Regions from separate parts of the Callithrix jacchus genome. Here region 1 is linked to region 2. Evidence: chromatin contacts called from public Hi-C data. All regions are on one chromosome and are shown on one strand. The core of a region is the stretch at or near the end of the contact, and the rest is flanking DNA. Distances in the headings are between cores, read along the strand shown.

Evidence for each region. Hi-C and Micro-C count contacts between places; a contact is called where the count stands out from the background.
Region 1: a Hi-C map of induced pluripotent stem cells shows a contact between it and region 2, with 3 times the contacts expected there. The contact joins the enhancer-like site here to the promoter of LOC100398744 in region 2. A contact is called at or near these places in 3 of 3 Hi-C or Micro-C datasets (induced pluripotent stem cells and skeletal muscle).

What each region holds. Positions count from the first base shown.
Region 1 is chr9:2,129,074-2,131,931 of calJac240_pri, forward strand. No RefSeq gene overlaps it. Among named protein-coding and RNA genes, the nearest start is that of HDAC7, 15 kb to the left of the region's middle. Within about 2 kb of position 1,583, at least 3 of the 16 cell types and tissues checked have an H3K27ac peak or open chromatin away from gene starts, as enhancers often do. A contact at or near this core is called in skeletal muscle, where this site is marked.
Region 2 is chr9:2,016,387-2,019,533 of calJac240_pri, forward strand. It overlaps LOC100398744 (uridylate-specific endoribonuclease), which reads right to left and starts at 1,304. Exons shown (of 9, transcript XM_054237897.2): 1 at 1,173-1,304. The coding sequence starts at 1,227. All of the region lies in intron 2 of LOC144577824, which reads left to right.

The sequences.
Region 1 (2,858 bases), core at 333-2,832, 110 kb after region 2:
GCGAGGTAGACACAGGAAAGACAGAAGTGGGAGAAGAGCCTTAGTGAACCCAGGAAGGCCTCTCTCCAGAGGAGGAGCACATTTCTCCTCAAGCTCTGGAGGCAGGCAGGCAGGTGGGCAGGGGTGTCCCCCAGCCTCTGCAGTGGCCCACCCCCCAGCTCCCCAGCTCCCAGGGATGCATGCAGCTTCCCCTCAACACTGCAGGGCTGGTGGGCTCGAAGGTCCAGCCTTATCCCTGAATCAGAGCAGTTGGAGACAGTTAAGGCTCTATAATCTCGGTTGGGGGTTAACGGGTGGAGGAGGCTTTGCAGGAGGAGATAATGGGGCGGACCTCAGGTCCTCCACACTACCCACCACCACACCACCGTGGAGCTGGGGGAGCGAGCGGGCTGTTGGCACCATGGGCCGGGCCAGGAGTGTGTCTGCCATCCTCGGAGCTGGGTTGGGGGCCAGCTTGGCCTTTCACAAGAGGGGTCCACCTGTGAGTCCCTGCTTCTATGCCGTCTACCCCTCTATCCATCCCTGACTCAAAATGTGTTGAAGGAGCCGCTTGTAAGGAAGAAGATATCGGTTTAGAGGTTTTCTCTTTTATTTTTATTTTATTTATTTATTATTTTTTTTTGAGATGGAGTTTCACTCTTGTTGTCCAGGCTGGAGTGCAATGGCGCAATCTTGGCTCACTGCAACCTCCACCTCCCAGGTTCAAGCGATTCTCCTGCCTCAGCCTCCCAAGTACCTGGGATCACAGGCACGCGCCATCATGCCTGGCTGAGTTTTTGTATTTTGAGTAGAAACGGGGTTTCTCCATTTTGGCTGGGCTGGTCTCAAACTCCTGACCTCAGGTGTTTCCCCGCCTCAGCCTCCCAAAGTGCTGGGTTTACAGGTATTGGTCAGGCTGGTCTTGAACTCCCAACCTCAGGTGATCTGTCCATATTGGCCTCCCAAAGTGCTGGGATTACAGGTGTGAGCCACCACACCCAGCCCTAGAGGTTATCTGTTTAGAGGAGAGGGTCCCCAGATGATGAAAATTACAGTCATTAAGGCTCACATTTACTGAGCATCGAACTCCGTGCCAAGAGCAATTCTCAATGCTGCATAGTAGCTCACTAGGCCCTTACACCTGTGAAGTAAGTGCCTTCTTCACTTTACAGAAGAGAGAGAGAAATGGCCAGCACGTCCCACCGTGACTTGGGGGATGCCAGGGTTCAAATCCTGCTCCTGCTAGATGCCACTGCTGCTCTTCACTGCTAAGCTGACACGCCGGGCCCTGCGGTGTGCTGCGAGCCTTCCTTCCGTCATCTTCCCCAGCTCTACACTGCCATTCACAGATGAGGAAGCCGAGGCTCAGAGAGCACACATTTCCCCCAAGGTCACACAGTCAGGATTCGGATGACCTGCTCTAAAGTTCATCTTTTATTCACTCCTTGCTTCCCTCAAGGCTGAGGAGTGGGGTGGAGAGAGACCAGGAGAGCTACGGAGCTCGATCTGCCTCCGCTGCCCTCCCAGCCCAGAGCTCTGCCAGCAGTGGTAGGAGGAGTGCGGTAAGTATTTGCTGATGAACCAACAACCGAAGGACAAAAAACAATGAACTGTCATCTTCCAAGGCAAAGGATTGCAGAAGCCGCTGATATCCTGCCCACCACCCTCCCCATCCACTCCTCTACCACCTCCAGTCCTTCCTGTGAATGCAGGGGAGGCAGGAGCCTCTTGGGGTGGGGTCCCTATCAGGGAGGAAGTGCAGCCGGCTTCTCCCCCACCCCCGTTATCACTTCTCCCCATCCCTACTTTATCACCCAGGGCCTCCACAATCCCCTCCCTGTCCCTCTCCAGGGGCTCCTGGGTAGGAGAGGGAAAGACATGTAAATCAGAGGGGCTGGGGGAAGCGGAGGAAGCAGAAAGGATACCAGGAGTATTTCCCTGACACACTTCAGCTGCGACTCACAGTGCTTGCCAGGCTGGGCCGGTGGCACAGGGAAGCAAGCCCTTTCTGAAAGGCTGCTTCATCTGTCTGGCTGGCCTAGCAGGCAAATGGGGAAATGGTAGCCAGGAGCTGTCGGGGCTGAGGCACCTGCCCTTGCTTCGGCCCTAGCCACATGTCAGCTGCCACAGATGTTCACAGGTGTCTGCAGCACTGTTTTGGTGTTCTTGTTTTTTCAGACAAGATCTCGCTCTATTGCCCAGGCTGGAGTGCAGTGGTGTGGTCACAGCTCATTGCAACCTCAATGTCCCGGGCTCAGGTGGTCCTCCCACCTTGGCCCCACCAGGTAGCTAGGACTACAGGCACATGCCACCAGGCCTGGCTAATTTATTTTTAAAATTGGTTGGAGAAGTGCCATCTCACGATGTTGCCCAGGCTGGTATTGAATCTTGAACTCCTGGCTTCAAGTGATCCTCCCACAGTGTTGGGATTACAGGCATGAGCCACCACACCCAGCCAGGATTTAGGGTTGGCTCAGGGTGGCACGGGCCTTTCCAGAGGCCCGGTGGCTTCTGTGTGCAAGTGAGGAGTGCAGTGGGGAGACCCTCCGGAGCTGAACAGAGACTGTCAACCAGGCTATGTGTGACTTCTCCATTTAGCACCAAGGCCTGGAGGTCCAAGGGGAGCTCTGCCCAACATCCCTAGAGCTCCCGGGAGCTTCTTCCTGCCTTCCTCCCCTCAGCAGCCAGTATCTCAGAGGCCATGCCTTCCTTCCCAGAGTCCAGCTAGGACAGAATTTGCAGAACAATCCAGCTTGAAATCTGATACTCGATCCACCCCTCTGTGCATCCCCTGGATCAAATAACCCTGGCTCTGTGACCTTTGGCTCAGATCTGTCTAGTTCTTAGAGTCTGTCCAGACTTGGAGTGAGGCTGTTGAG
Region 2 (3,147 bases), core at 54-2,553:
AATCTCATTTAATCCTTTCCACAGTCCCATACAAGAGTGACCCAGTGAGTGGAAGGGTTCTTTCTCCTCTGGGCAGAGGATTCTCCCTACACTCCTCAGCTCAGCGCCCCCCCCCCTTGGCACTCCTTTCCACCTGCCCACTGGCTACCAATTAACACATCAATACCAGCTTTTTGCACAGGTACTAGACAGGAACGTGGTCCTGTTCCTCTGCCAGTCCCATCCACTCCAACTCTCATAACTGTGGGCCGGGTCCCTTCTCTGTTCTTTAATTCTGCTAACACTGCAGAATTAAATCTACCCACAACAGAGATCCATTCCTCTGACCCTTGTACAACCCCAGATAGGACCTCGCCCACCTTCTGGTCAAGGGTCCTTTTGGTTTCCTCCTAAGCATGCCCACCTCCTAAGGCTCTACCCAAAGTAAGGTCATACCCTGGACAACCTCACCTGTCACCAGGCAGTGGAAGGAGTGACCAAGAGCAGCCAGGCCACTCAGACCCCATGGGCCCTGGCCCTAACCTAGCTTTATACCATATGGTGGCCCCAGACAACAAAATCTTAGGGACATCAAAAGTCAGGTTGGACTAAGGGATGTTTGGGGCTGATCCTCCAAGGTTTGAAGAAAGGACTTCCATGAAATCAGTCCATCCACTCTGCAATTCACTCCACATCGTTCATTTGATTCCAGGAACAATGCCTGCACCCTTAGACAAGGATAACCCAACAGTGCTCTGCTGGTTTAGGACAGAGCTCATCCTCCCTTGTCCCACATCCCTGCCCTCTACCAAGTTTCCCAACTCTCTGCTTTTTTTTTTTTTGAGACGGAGTTTCGCTCTTGTTTCCCAGGCTGGAGTGCAATGGCGTGATCTCGGCTCGCTGCAATCTCCGCCTCCTGGGTTCAGGCAATTCTCCTGCCTCAGCATCTCGAGTAGCTGGGATTACAGGCACGCGCCACCGTGCCCAGCTAATTTTTTGTATCTTTAGTAGAGACAGGGTTTCACCATGTTGACCAGGATGGTCTCAATATCTTGACCTCGTGATCCACCCGCCTCGGCCTCCCAAAGTGCTGGGATTACAGGCTTGAGCCACCGTGCCGGGCCCAACTCTCTGCTTCTTTAGGCAAGATCCCTCCCCATGCGCAATCCCATGCCCGCCAGAGAGTGACTTACCAGCCCAGGCCAGGCCGCACAGCACGGCCAATACCAGGGGGATGCAGGACCTCATGGTGCCCAGTTGGAAGCCAAAAGGGGAGTGGCTGTTGGACTTTCACTAGAGCCAGGTAAATGTCACAGCTCTCAAATGAGCCTTATTCCTCGGGCTGATCCTTTTAAAGACACCAGGACTTGTGGATCTGGTGTCTCCAGATCCTTTCAGGAGGAAAAAGGGGAGGGAGGGGCCCTAGATGGATAGGAGGTGGGGCCCTATAGCTGTTTGAAGCCTGAGGGAAGGTGACGAAGCCGGTAGGTAATGCCAGATGTTGAGAACAGGTAATGCTGGCTGTCTGCAGCTAGAAAATAGGTCATGTAGGCAGGTACAGCAAGATGGGTCCAGTTTGGGGGGTTATTTTTCCAAACTAGGGACACCCATGGGCTTATCTTTGGGTGATCTCTACCAAAAAGATAGCTCCTTACCAGCCTCAGACCTGACTTTCAAAGGGGCCACAGGTTGGCTTCATCTTCAAATTCCTGTGCTTAGCATGACCGTGGCACACAGTAAGGTGATTGGCCAAAGTTCAACAAACAGTAAGTGCCCCAGCAAGGGTTCGGGTCCTTGAACAGAGAGACACAGGACATGTTGGTTAGAACCAGGGCAATTCTTATTACAAAGCCCAGCATAGCTGAATCAGCCACATGCGGCCTCGCATGGCTAAATCACCCTAAAATATTATGCAAATGACTCTAATTGAGTCAGTCTCTGGGGTTTACCTGTTTCAGATTCCTTATGAGGCAGGGGAGGGGCAAGAGGCCTCTTAAATGCAACTGAAGGCCCACTCTTCCTCCCCTGGGAGCGCGGGGTCTTACTGCCTTCACCCCCACTTACACCCCTCTCCTCAGGAACTCCTCCCCAGTGAAGTTCTGTTGTTCCCAAGTCCAAAAGAAGAGGAGCAGCTCCCCGTGACTGTCAAGTTTTCCCTGATAATATACATAAAATCTGCTAAGTACAATGACCTTGCCAGAAAGAGCACTGCATAGGGATTCTCAACCCTCTCAGAGAAGAAGACCATCACACAAAGAGGCAAAACTGCGGAACAGTGGAGGCCACTCCATCCGTGATTTCTTTTCTAGAGGCTGGAGGTGGAGCACAGCTTCATCCAGTGTGCTTTACCTGGAGAAGTTTCTTCCTCTCACAGGTCTTCAGCCTTCTCATCTGAAATGAGGGGTTGGATCTGACAATTCCTTCCAAGTTCTCAGACTTTAATCTTGAGGTTTCCTGCCCGGGCACCAAGTTGAACAGCTGCTGGTGGGTTAAAGAGAACCCCTGCAGCCTGTTGCTGTATAGAGATGAGTCCAAACAAAGGGACTCAGGTAGTGAGAAGGATAAGCCTAGGGCAAGCAACCTTTGCAAGGGGCTCACACCAAAATCAAAAGTGCAATTTTTTTTTTTTTTGAGAGGAAGTCTCACTCTTTGCCAGGCTGGAGTACAGTGGCATGATCTCAGCTCACTGCAAACTCCAACTCCTGGGTTCAGGTAATTCTCCTGTCTTAGCCTCCCAAGCAGCTGGGATTACAGGTGCACACCACCATGCCCAGCTAATTTTTATATTTTTAGCAGAGACGGGGTTTCACCATGTTGGCCAGGATGGTCTTGATCTCCTGACCTCTTGATTTACCCACCTCAACCTCCCAAAGTGCTGGGATTACAGGCATGGGCCACCGCTCCCAGCCTTTTTTCTTTTTTTTGAGATGGAATCTTGCTCTGTTGCCCAGGCTGGTGTGCAGCAGTGCAATCTCAGCTTACTGCAACCTTCGTCTTCCTGGCCCAAGCAATTCTCATCCCTCAGCTCCCCAGTAGCCGGGAGTACAGACATGTGTTACCATGTCCAGCTAATTTTTGTATTTTTAATAGAGACCGTGTTGGCCAAGCTGTCTCAACCTTCTGACCTCAGATGACCCACCTACCTCAGCCTCCCAAAGCGCTGGGATT